Linked DNA regions of Mus musculus: region 1 is linked to region 2. The links are chromatin contacts, called in public HiChIP or PLAC-seq maps. All regions are on one chromosome and are shown on one strand. The core of a region is the stretch at or near the end of the contact, and the rest is flanking DNA. Distances in the headings are between cores, read along the strand shown. Region 1 overlaps Vav3 (vav 3 oncogene). Region 2 has its middle 43 kb from the start of Vav3.

Region 1 (6,024 bases), core at 3,290-5,789, 190 kb before region 2:
GACCTGGCCTGGCTCTAGGCACTCAGTCATCACCGTTTCTGTCACGTTTTGGGCCACACAGATATCACATATTTCCACAGCTCAGCAGGCATCACTGAGCAGCAAAATGGTTGAGCGTGCCAGTTCTTAGCCTGATCACGCAAGATCAAATCCGGGTTTCACATTCATTAGCCAGCTAATTCTAAGCAACTGCCTAAACTCGCTAGTGTTGGCTTCTTCCTCTAGATAGGTCTTCAAAGAATAGCTAATGATCATTAGATTATTGTAAGGATGAAATAACACAGTACATGTGAAATAAATGGTTCAAAGGTAGCAATTCTTTATAATCACTAAAAGAAATTGCTTAGTGCTTTCAAGAACTTTTCTGCTCTAAATTACTTTCGATTATGTATTTCAGTACCTAAGTCCAAGCGTGCTCTGCTGACAGTTTTAGCATCTGTATTTAGTAATCTCACTCCTCTTTCATTTCAATCGTTTGGCAGAAACTCACTGAGGAAACCATCTAGATCCAGAATTCATTTTCTCATTAACTGCATTTTTTTAATGATAAACATGATGGCTCAAACTCTCAAAATCAAGCGCAGCAAAGGAGGATCTGCTATGTGATTCTTTTTGAGTAAGAACGGCAATGGGGGAAGATGCATCTGTCTGGATTGAGGTAGTGTCCTCTAAAAAGCCTCAGCCCCAGGACAGAAGCGTGAGCAAGGATCTCCATCCCTCAAATGAGCCTCTGCGGGGTACCAGTCCCATAAATGGGGTCTCCAAACTCCTGGCTCAGGAGGGAGCCCATTGGGAGCCTTGTTCACTCAGGTGAACCCACCTCTATAAAACATAAATAAGAACAGCTAATTAACTTCCGCGTTAAGTTATTGGCGGGGGTGGGGTGAGAATGTCCATCAAATGTTTGTGAAGTTTTATTATAGAAAATAAAATTAACTACATGGGAAATTGTAATTACATATTGACTATAAATAGCAATCTCCTGTGAATTCTTGGATTCTTGAAAATTGTGAAAAGAATAGGCGTGGCATGGTAGCATTAAAAAAAATGAAGTAGAGTAGACACACATCAGTCGGTTCTGTCTAAACACTCCACAGTGCACAGTTAGCTCAAAACAGCATGTTCTACATGACATGTATATAGACTTGTTAACTTAAAAATAAACCAAACACGGCTTCATCATTTTTAACAAGAGCATAAGGACAGAGGGGATGCTTTTAATGGTTCCTAGGGGTAAAGTGAAGCAAGCGACCTGGAGACCAGGGGAGCAAAGCTAGTGGCTCCAAAACTCTGCGGTTTAACCCTAACCTCCTGCTGAAACACTAGGAAATAAAAATTACTGATATTTGAAGATGCCAAAATTATGTGTTTCTAAGTGAAAAGTCTAGTTTTTTAAAAACATCTGGAATAAGTAGTCCTCAGACCTCTGGCTAAAGTAGGGTTTGAGACACACACCATTGGGATGAGTCAGTGCTACAGAACCCCAGAGAACACCCTGCTTCTGGTTGTGTTGTATGCTGTGGTCTTAGGCCCTCTTAGCAAGAAAAACAACACAGCAATAAAATATTATTCCTGCTACTTTAATGTGCATCTTAATGGCAATTTATTTTGTTCTTTGGAGATAATTGTATGACAACTGTTGATTTACAAAATACTTCACTTTCTGTCTTTGATCTGTCAACACTGAGAATAACTACAGTCTTTCCCCGCCCATGTCCCTTTCCCCCTGGAGCTGGAAAACCCAGATGACAGAAATCATACAGCTTGACTTGTCATGTAAACATGCACCACTAGAGGGAGCCAAACGATAGTCTATTACCTTAGGTCTGCTTTAAGCATTACCTTTAATCATGCTTTGAAAATTTGGTTTAAGCAACTCCTATGATTTAATGGTGGTCATTTATTATATTCAATACTAGAAGATAATACAGCTAAATTCATGGGACAGAAGGGTGGGAAGACTGCATGGTGATCTTACAATGAGTAGCTGCAAGACCCTTCACTTTTATGTCTGTTCTCTTCATCATTCTAATACTAATACTAAATTTAGTCAAAACAAATAAAGGCTGCTTGGTCAATGTGGTATTTTTAGAACAACATCTATTCTATAAAGACGATGTTTACAGACTGTGAACAGACAAAGACACAGATCAATGCCAGATCCTCAAATCCCCTCTATGAATTCCCTGCCCTTCTGAAGCATACAGACAAGAATATTTATAAAATAAAATAAAACAACAACAACAAAAAAAATACCGAAAGACACTAAAAAGCCTATGTTCCATGAAATATGTTGATTTTTAAATGGATACTTCAAAACAAGAGATTGTGGACGTCAGTTTCCAGAAAGGTGGGTAAGGCAGTAAGGACTTAGCAACAGCGAGCTACTGTGACTCCCCGTCCTGACCAACCTTTCCTGCCCACATCCTCTATCCCCACGGGAAAGGAAACACGTGTGTAAAGAAGTCAAGATTTTATTTGGGCTGACATTAATTAGACCTACTGTGTGAGGAAGGTGAGAGAAGTAGGCACGGCTTCTCATTACCACTTTAAACTGGAGATTGCATCCCAGAAGCAACAGGGTCAGTGAGAACATAGGCGAGCAGAGAACAGGGCTAATGAATGGCATTAGTGAAAGGGTGAACAGAGGGGACAGGAAGCCATGGGGAGCAGACAATAGCCAAAAGTCAGTCACACAGGGATTTTCTCAATGGTCCAAGAGTGCTCTGAGACAGCCACGGTGAGACCATAAGAGGTGAGATGTCCTTGGGCGCCCTGGCTGACCACCATGCGGGCTCAGGAGGGACAGCAGGCTCAGACTAGGTAATGAAGGAGTGTCCACTCAGATGCACAACTGGAAACCAGAGATCAAAGCACCAGGCAGCTCTGCTCAAGTGTCACCAGAGTTCCACAAGGCAGCTGGAGCCCAAGGTGCCTTCTCTCTGTGTTCTGCTCCCATCCCAACCTGAATCTCATGTGTCCTCTCTTAGACGGTGGCTATAGTCCTGTCCTGGCACTTATCAGTTCTATAACATTTTCAAAATCAGTTTCTAATTTTTTTTTCTCAAAAGAACTCAAGGTTGTTTTTTTTTAAGCTAATCAGTTGTAAAGGAGTATAGATTATGAAGTAGGATCCTGCCTCAAAAATAGAGAGGACTATTATAAAGCTGTTTTTAAAACCTTTCTAAGATTTTTCTAAAGTGTGCAGGGTCATGCTTTGTCACTAGCCATCAATCACAGCCGTGCCATCATGCATAAATGCACTTTATTCATCTTAATGCCGTGTGACACTCCAGCATACATCAAGAGTCTAGTGATTTTGCCATTATCCCCATGAGTAAGTAGCTATGACGCTCTGATACCAAGTCAGCACTCAGCATCCTCACCAAACGCACACTCAGTTACATGCGGGTTCTGTTGCCGGAAGGATGGTAAAGTGGGTACCTGTCCAGGAGAGAAAGAAAGAGGGGCGTTCTTTAAACTGCTTACATGAACTTAGACACTCTTGTGAGAACGCAGCCAGGCATTCCACTGATAATGACTTTGCTTTCCAGCAATAAAGAACAGTCAGGACAGGTGACCCAAACTGCTTTCTCCTGCTTTGATTCTCATAAGAGTCACTGGACATAAACTATTCTGCTGGCCCCGTGAGTGAAAGAGGAATATTTGCCCTACAAACATCACTGTGAAGATCCTGGATTACACAGGCAAGAATGTGTAAAGGGCTAGCCTAGCACAAGTAATGAAGACGTTAATAAGGGCCTCATGTGAAAAGTTAACAGTAGGGAAAGAGGTGCCCAGATTCTCAACCCTAAAGCCAGCAAAACAGCAGATGAGGTCCCTGCCCCTTCTTCTGTTTGACAACGACTCTTCATTGGCCAGAGCTACTTGACCAGTCAGTTTGTCACTTTAATAACTATTACACGAAGCAAAATGCAATACTGAATAGAGACAAGCTCCAATTTTTAAACTATTCTCTTCAGGAGATAGCACTCTTTACTTACTGGCACATTAGTGTCACTGTTGTAACTTGCAACTGAAGCAACAAGCCATTTCTGCAGGAGCAACTGACGAAGCTCTTGGATGGTCTTGAGTTAAGAGAGACATAGTAATCTAGAATACAAATAGCTAAAAGAAACCATGGGGTCCAACATGCATAGCAACCAAAAACAAGTACTATTTGTGAATGTACCTTCCTGATTTTTCTAAAGTATTCTCTCTCTGATCTAATAGCTGGTTTGAATAAGAATTCCTGGAGCAGTGACTTTTGCAGAGGGGTTAGCTATGCAGGGGCAATCAGGGATTTCAGGTTTGGTCCATGAGTGCAAAATTAACTTAGTGGCTTACAAGGGCTATAGAGTGTCAAAGCCCCACAGCTCAAGTGAGCAGCTGTGGCCTGAGACCCAGGTGTGGCATCAAGGCCCCTGCAGGCTCAGAGCGAATGCCCTATGGAATAGAGACAAACACAGGGTCTAAAAGAGGTAACTGGGAACAGGGGCTTCGGGGTGTTGCTCTGGGAGATTCACACAAAAGCACTGGCACTGAAAGAGAGGCCAGCTGTGATCTAAAGGCAGCCAAGGGAACTAAATGCTACCCTTAACTCCAGATTCTTGACAACGAGGCCCAGTTCAAAACCCAGCCAGATGGTGAGTTGCAGATTAGCAATATATTTCACCTTCAGTCTCCTAGGAAATCAAAAGAACTCATTACATTAATTTCCTTTGCCATTCCAATTTCACACAGTAAATTACCCCATTAGAATACACTGCAGCTCAACGTCACTTCCAGCCACATGTTTCAGAGATTTCCTTGAACACTGGAGAAAAAAAACCACTCCTGGCCTCATCTCCATGGACCAAGCAAAGAAATAATAGCCAGAGGAGAGAGAGAAGCATCCATTCTGATCCAGATTATAAACCACAGGAAACGGGTTTCCATTGTTCTTGAGAATGGTGCGTTTGTAAAGCTTTAATGGGTCTAATTTACATCATGTACTGACTTCAGGGACAGTCACAGATAAAAAGTATTTTTCCTTTTTGAACCACCAAAATTGAACTTATCAAGGGTAACTACCTCCTTTAGGAAGAGTGTGCCCTAGGCACACAGTCTGTAAGCAGATTGGGAGGAAGACTTTCTTCGTTCAAATTCAGCATCCACCTCGCACTTAGTGGACATGGAACAGTAACTTGGCTCCCTTTCGTATGTGCAACCCAAGTCTGTTGTGCAGGTAAGATGAAGCAATCTTGTCTCAGGAGATGCTTCTGTGCAGCTACGGTTCTGCCCACTGCCTCGCCAGCCATGGCCCTAGACCTCCACTGACTCCTAAAGAGAAGCGCCTTCCCTTAGAACCTATCTCCTCTCTCTGTGACCCTCCAAGCCCCACTCTCCTCCCTCCAATAGCTGGACAATCAAAAGATTTTTCCAGAAGCCTTCCCCATGTTTAAGCCTTGTCAATCTGTTCAGTGAACTGCCCTCCGATCCAAGTCCCTCCTGACTCCCTGCGCCTCTGCCTTGCTAAAGGCCCCCTGTCTCATTTCTTCTGCTAGAATAACTACCAGCTTATCTTTGACTTCTAGCTCATCTCTCATTAACTTCACCCTCTGCCTGGCTACCACAGAGGTTGAACGATATTTCCAACAGTCATTGTGATAACCCCACCTCCCACCTGAATGTTCAACTGTAGCCCCCTTAAAAAGAGCTACAACTGCTGAGAAGCACACTCTAGGGTCCCTACACCCTCTGCCGCTCCAGCCCACCCTCCTACTCCTCTGACATTTGCCACACTAGGCCAGACTCAACACACTGTTTACGGTGCTCCAAGCAGGTCCCAGAATCCTACCTTTAGAACACTGCTTCTCAACCTCCTTAATGCGGTGGCCCTTTAATATAGGTGTGGTGATCTCCAACTACAGAATTACTTCATTGCTACCTCATAACTGTAATTTTGCTACTAACCTAACTTTGTTATGAATCATAATGTAAATACCTGTGTTTTCTGATGATCTTAAGCAATCCCTGTAAAAG
Region 2 (5,939 bases), core at 126-2,625:
TTTCTTTGCTCTGCAGAAGCTCTGTAATTTTACTCCTTGCTGTTTGGCAAATCTTACTATTGTTTATTTTCTAAGCTATTAGAGTCCTTTTTAAAAGTTCTAGCCTATCCTTACATCTCAAAATGCTTGCCTTTAATTTCTACCTTGGGACTGTTTGTAGCCCATGAATTTTTAGCTCTGCTCTCTTGATCTTGTCCTAGAGTTCTTAAACGTGTGGTCTCCTTATTGGCTTTTTGTCTTGTTTTGTCTTTTCTTTAATACCTAAATGCAGTATTTACTTGCCATATCTGCCATCTCTAACATTCTTTCTTTTCCTTTATTTAGCCTGTTGTTAACACTTTCCACTATTTTTGCATTTGACCATTGTGTTTTTTCTATAAATATTCCTGCTTGTCTGTTTGTTTTCAGGATCTCATCTATGCTACTGTCTTTCTTTTACTTATGTTGTTGCCTTTCTCAACCAGCTCATGAGCTGATTTCCTAACTTTATTCAGCTGCTTGTTTGCATTTAGAAATCATTGATCTTCTCACAAGTAGACATTTGAATTGTTTGTATGGCATTTCAGTCTTTGAGAGGGGCTTTATTTGAAATCTTTTGTTGTTGATGGTGGGTTGTCTTTTTATTTTAATCTATTGGTGTTTGCCTGCATGCATGTTTGTACCACAGGCAAGCTTGGCTTGATGACCGCAGGGGTCAGAAGAGAGCACTTCATTCCTGGAGTCACATGTAGTTTCAGTCACCGTGTGGGTGCTGGGAATCAAATCTGGATTCTCTAGAGCAGTCAGTGCTCCTAACCACTGGGCTATCTCTCAATGCTCCTTAACCACTGAGCTATCTCTCAGTCTCCTAACCTCTGAGCTATCTATCTCTCAGTGCTTCTAACCACTGAGATATCTCTGCTGCCCTGTAATCATTTTTAATGGTCAAACATTTTTTGTATGTGTACCCAGATAACAAACCTCCAGAGCTCATTATCTATGCTCTAGGGAAGTAATTTTTATCTCCTTAGGTTTAGATCTGCATAACACAAGCTTATAGACCAAAAAACAGCATGGTGTTGATACAGGGCCAGAATTCCTTAAAGAGGGTAACAGAAGCAGGCACAAGTCTGCTGAAGCAACTAAAACTGTAGAGCCTTGAGCATACATTGCAATGTGAGATGTCTACCTCAGCACCCCACCACACACACACACAGGCATGCATGTACATACCCATGCATGTGCACATACGTACACACACGTACACTCTCTTGTATTTCCTTCACAGTGTTCCTTCACAGCTGCTGCCAAGAATGAAATCACAGTAATGCCCTGACCTATTCTGCCATCTCAGGTTTCAGTCCTGCTGAGGAAAGACCAGCCTGTGACACTGAGTCTGAATATTAATTAAGTGATCCATCCACTGGGCATGAAGGCAGGAAGAGGGGGGCGGGGGGAAGATACTGTTTAAAGCTTTAGATTAATCTAGATAGGAATCAATAAAGCACCCATGCTTGGGGTCCCAGATTGGCTTGGGAAACGGATTGTTGACCTAGAAGTTGGTTGCTGCCTGTACTCCCTGCTGCTGACGAGCTCCATGAGTCCGGGGAAGCCCATTGCTCATTTTAAACCTGTTGTTTCACTGATGCTTGACCAGGAGCCAAACAAAGCAAAGGTCCCTGCAGTGTACTTGGCAGCCGCCATACTCTAGCCCGTGCCTCTCAACAGACAGAATGAGGCTTTGAGGCCAGCATCCCGTCTCCTTGTGCCCTAAGCTGGGGGATGACACTTGGAGGGAGAGACAAGCTGGCTCTTGGCTCTGCTGCCCTTCAGGAAAGAGATGCTTAGGGTAAGCCTGATTTACTGCTCTCATGACTGAGCAGACTGATGGCCCATTTCCAGATCGGCAAAGGTATCAAAGGCAAAAGCACCAGATATGATGCCAGGGCCTTTTTGCTTCATGCTGCTCTGAGGTTAGAGAAAAGCCTAGTATTTTATACGTATACATGAACACAAGATTATCCATCCTCTGACTTCAGTGTATCGAGTCCAAAGAAATCCCAGTGCAAGGCATTATAACTGTTTTGTAAGCTCACACTTAGTCCACTAATAATTCATAGTAAGTTCTGGATGTGAGTCCTATAAGGTCAAGAGTCAATACATAGAACTCTAGAATTAATGAATGGCTGATGACCAAATGAAGCTGGAGCACAAAATGAGGGATGGAGTATGTGAATGGCTATCAAGGAATCTGGATTTTGGTCCCTCCTAAGATCTTTCCCAGCCTCCCATGGAACCACGTGGACAGCAACAACTCCATCAAGAAAGTAAAACATGTGGGGAAGCAGATTATTATCTCATGTCTGAGCATATGTAGTTGATCATCAAGAATCAAACCAGCTGATAACATGCAGTCATCAATACTATTCAAGCAATTATCAGGAACTCAAAAAGAATCCCAAAGTGAGTTATGGTACATAATAAATAGAGCACAATTTGAATGTTGACGCTGTCACAAGCCTGCATAACGAATCATTGAGTACCTTCACCTACATAGATTCTGAACACACTTGCTTCTAAACAAGAGTATTTTGAAAATATAAACAAAGAGAATACTTACCATAGGCTTGTCCTATCGTCTTTTTTATTAGATATTTTCTTTATTTACATTTCAAATGTTATCCCGAAAGCTCCCTATACCTCCCCCTGTCCTGCTCCCCTACCCACCCACTCCCACTTCTTGGCCCTGGCATTCCCCTATACTGGGGCATATAAAGTTTGCAAGACCAAGGGGCCTCTATTCCCAATGATGACTGACTAGGCCATCTTCTGCTACATATGCAGCTAGAGACATGAGCTCTGAGGGTACTGGTTAGTTCATATTGTTGTTCCACCTATAGGGTTGCAGACCCCTTCAGCTCCTTGGGTACTTTCTCTAGCTTCTCCATTGGGGGCCCTGTGTTCCATCTTATAGATGACTGTGAGCATCCACTTCTGTATTTGCCAGGCACTGGCATAGCCTTACTCGAGACAGCTATATCAGGGTCTTTTCAGCAAAATCTTGCTGTCATATGAAATAGGGTCTGGGTTTGGTGGCTGACTATGGGATGGATCCCCGGGTGAGGTAGTCTCTGGATGGTCCATACTTTTGTCTTAGCTACAAACTTTGTAACTCCTAACATGGGTGTTTTGTTCCCTATTCTAAGGAGGAACGAAGTATCCATACTTTGGTCTTCATTCTTCTTGATTTTCTTGTGTTTTGAAAATTGTCTTAAGATAGACACAAATCAACTTTTCAAAATCAACTGATATTTGAAGAGTCCAATATTAGAGGAAATAGAGGTTGAATTAAATACTGAATTTTCTTGAGCAAATAAACAATTAAAGAAGCATTTCAAGGCTAATGTTCCACAGCTAGCATGGATGCCTGAAGCTATTCACAGGTGTGGTCTTTTTACTGCTGCTCTGATTTAGAAATGAGTACCACAGACATAGAAATGCTTGCCACTTATAGATACCTAATTTCTTTTATTTTTGTTTTAAAGTTTCTTCAAATGGTGCTCTGTTCATACTAGTTAGATCATAACTCTCTCTAAAAGTTCAGCTTTGAAAGAAGTTGAGGGTGAAAAGATCTCTTCGAGTCATGGTTTGACTACCAATTGATAAAATGGACCTAGAACCTCCCACATCTCCAAGTGATGTTTCCTTCTGAGCATCTCAATATGCATTGAAATCAAGAAGACGATAGATCGACTTATATCAAACCTATGCATACACATGTCCTATGGGAATACAAATAGCTAGAAGCTTGGACTAACGAGTACCATTTCTTGTGTCTTTGTGCCATCAATGTTTGCTGTATTAAGAGTGGCATTTTAACACATGAAACTCAAGAAGAAGGAAGACCAAAGTGTTGATGCTTCGTTCCTTCTTAGAATGGGGGACAAAATGCCATGGAAGGAGTTACAGAGACAAAGTTCAGAGCAGAGGCTGAAGGAATGACCATCTAGAGACTGCCCCATCTGGGGATTCATCCCATAAACAACCACCAAACCCAGACACTAGGCAGATGCCAACAAGAGCCTGCTGACAGGAGCCTGATATAGCTGTCTCCTGAGAGGCTCTGCCAGTGCCTGGCAAATACAAAAGTGGATGCTCACAGTCATCCATTGGACGGAGCACAAGGTCTCCAATGAAGGAGCCAAAGAAAGTACCCAGGGAGCTGAAGAGGTCTGAAGCCCCATAGGAGGAACATCAATATGAACTAACCAGTAAACCCCCAGAGCTCCTTGGAACTATACCTCCAATCAAAGAAAACACATGGTGGAACTTGTGGCTCTAGCTACATATGTAGCAGAGGATGGCCTAGTGAGTCGTCAATGGGAGGAGAGGCCCTTGGTCCTGTGAAGGCTCTCTATAGGGGAATGCCAGGATCAGGAATGGGAGTGGGTGGGTTGGGGAGCAGGGGGAGGGGGAGGATAGAGGTGGATTTTTGATGGGGAAATTAGGAAAGGGGATAACATCTGAAATATAAATGAAGAAAATATCTAAAAAAAATTTTTTTTAAGTGGCATTTTAGCCAAATGCCAAGTGTGGTGGCTGATTTCTGTAATTTGAAAACTCAAGAGGCAGAGGAAGAAGGATCTCAAGTTCCAGGACAACTTGAACTACATAAGGAGATCATGTCTTTACAAAAAAACAAAAACAAAACAAAACAAAAACAAAAACTAAACAAAAAAACATTGTTAGCTAATTAAACCAATGCATTTCTCCTCTCTTCCAGAAATGGCCTCAACATTTGAGTCGCAAGTAGCAGTAAGATGTTTTTGGTTCCTGAATTTCCAACATTTCCTCCCATTTCCTAACTGTTCTTCATCCTCACTCCTATGGAGCCATCCCCTCCTGCTATTCCTTGCTTTCTTTTCTCAAAAGGCAGGTAGCTAGAAATAAATTTAGAAGAGCTAGCATATAAAGCCCACTGCAGAGCTTTGTGCCATCCAAGCAGGGAAGGGAGGTTTTACTATCACTGCTGACCCTGATGCTTCACAGACCTCCTAATTATACTCGGGTCTGGACGACTAAAGCTTTGCCATCAGGGCAGAGTTTGGTAAGCAAAATGGGGAGTGTGAGGATGTGAGCTTCAGACTGAATAGGGTAGGGAGGGAGGGAGGAACTGTTCAACAACAGGGATGCCACGTTTCCCCTGCACATTAAACTGAACCAAAAAGTAAAGTAAAATAATAATAATAATAATAATAATAATAACAAAAGACACTAGTGTGTTTTCAAAGCAGTGCTGCATGTAACTCCTGATGTATAGAATTCAACCATTCAATGTAAACCATCAAAAGAAGCTTTATTGATCGGCAAAGAGAACTGGGAAGACAAATGCTTATAAAGACAACTGCTCTTCACATCATCCTGTAACTCTATTGATTGATGGCCTCGGCTGAATAGAAGTACACCATAAGGCATCTGATGCTTGCTCCTCTGCCAAATTCCTGAAGGAAAACATTTAAGTATGGACAGAGAATTATTCTGCTCAGTTATATTCAGCAGAAAAAAAGCACCTGAAACTCATTTTCCACTGTCTGGATAAGTTGGCCCGGCCCAGGGTTATAGATAAGATCATTGGCATGCATTTGACATTGGAATGCCAGGACCCTAAGCACAGAAACAGTTAAGCCACACTCTCCACAGCTTCGTCTATTTAGAGTTGATTATAACCAACGGAAGAGGTGGCCACAAGCACACTGGTTTGTAGACTATATCTGTTACTGTTCCCTACACCCATAACACACTCTTAGTTATCTCTGTTGATGTGATTTAGGCTATCGATACAATAAACTTGATCATTTGGTGCCAAACTTAGCAGGTTTTACAGTCCAGGTATGAGAGGAAAAGCCCTCATATACTTTCAACTTATATCTAAATAAATATTTTTAAGATTAATCTTGGGG

The links. HiChIP or PLAC-seq counts read pairs in DNA pulled down with a chosen protein or histone mark.
Region 1: a contact with region 2 is called in an H3K27ac HiChIP or PLAC-seq map of stem cell-derived neural progenitor cells, with 2.4 times the contacts expected there. The contact joins two enhancer-like sites. A contact is called at or near these places in 10 of 484 Hi-C or Micro-C datasets (the AML12 cell line, CD4 T cells, the N1E-115 cell line and 6 more), 3 of 115 datasets of contacts at active chromatin or transcription factors (differentiating embryonic stem cells, fibro-adipogenic progenitors and stem cell-derived neural progenitor cells) and 3 of 9 other capture datasets (adipose tissue, liver and pancreatic islet).

Annotation. Positions count from the first base shown.
Region 1 is chr3:109,487,531-109,493,554 of GRCm38.p6, reverse strand. All of the region lies in intron 2 of Vav3 (vav 3 oncogene), which reads right to left. Among named protein-coding and RNA genes, the nearest start is that of Vav3, 150 kb to the right of the region's middle. Within about 2 kb of position 4,539, at least 15 of the 459 cell types and tissues checked have an H3K27ac peak or open chromatin away from gene starts, as enhancers often do. A contact at or near this core is called in neural progenitor cells and stem cell-derived neural progenitor cells, where this site is marked.
Region 2 is chr3:109,294,852-109,300,790 of GRCm38.p6, reverse strand. No RefSeq gene overlaps it. Among named protein-coding and RNA genes, the nearest start is that of Vav3, 43 kb to the left of the region's middle. Within about 2 kb of position 1,375, at least 20 of the 459 cell types and tissues checked have an H3K27ac peak or open chromatin away from gene starts, as enhancers often do. A contact at or near this core is called in neural progenitor cells and stem cell-derived neural progenitor cells, where this site is marked.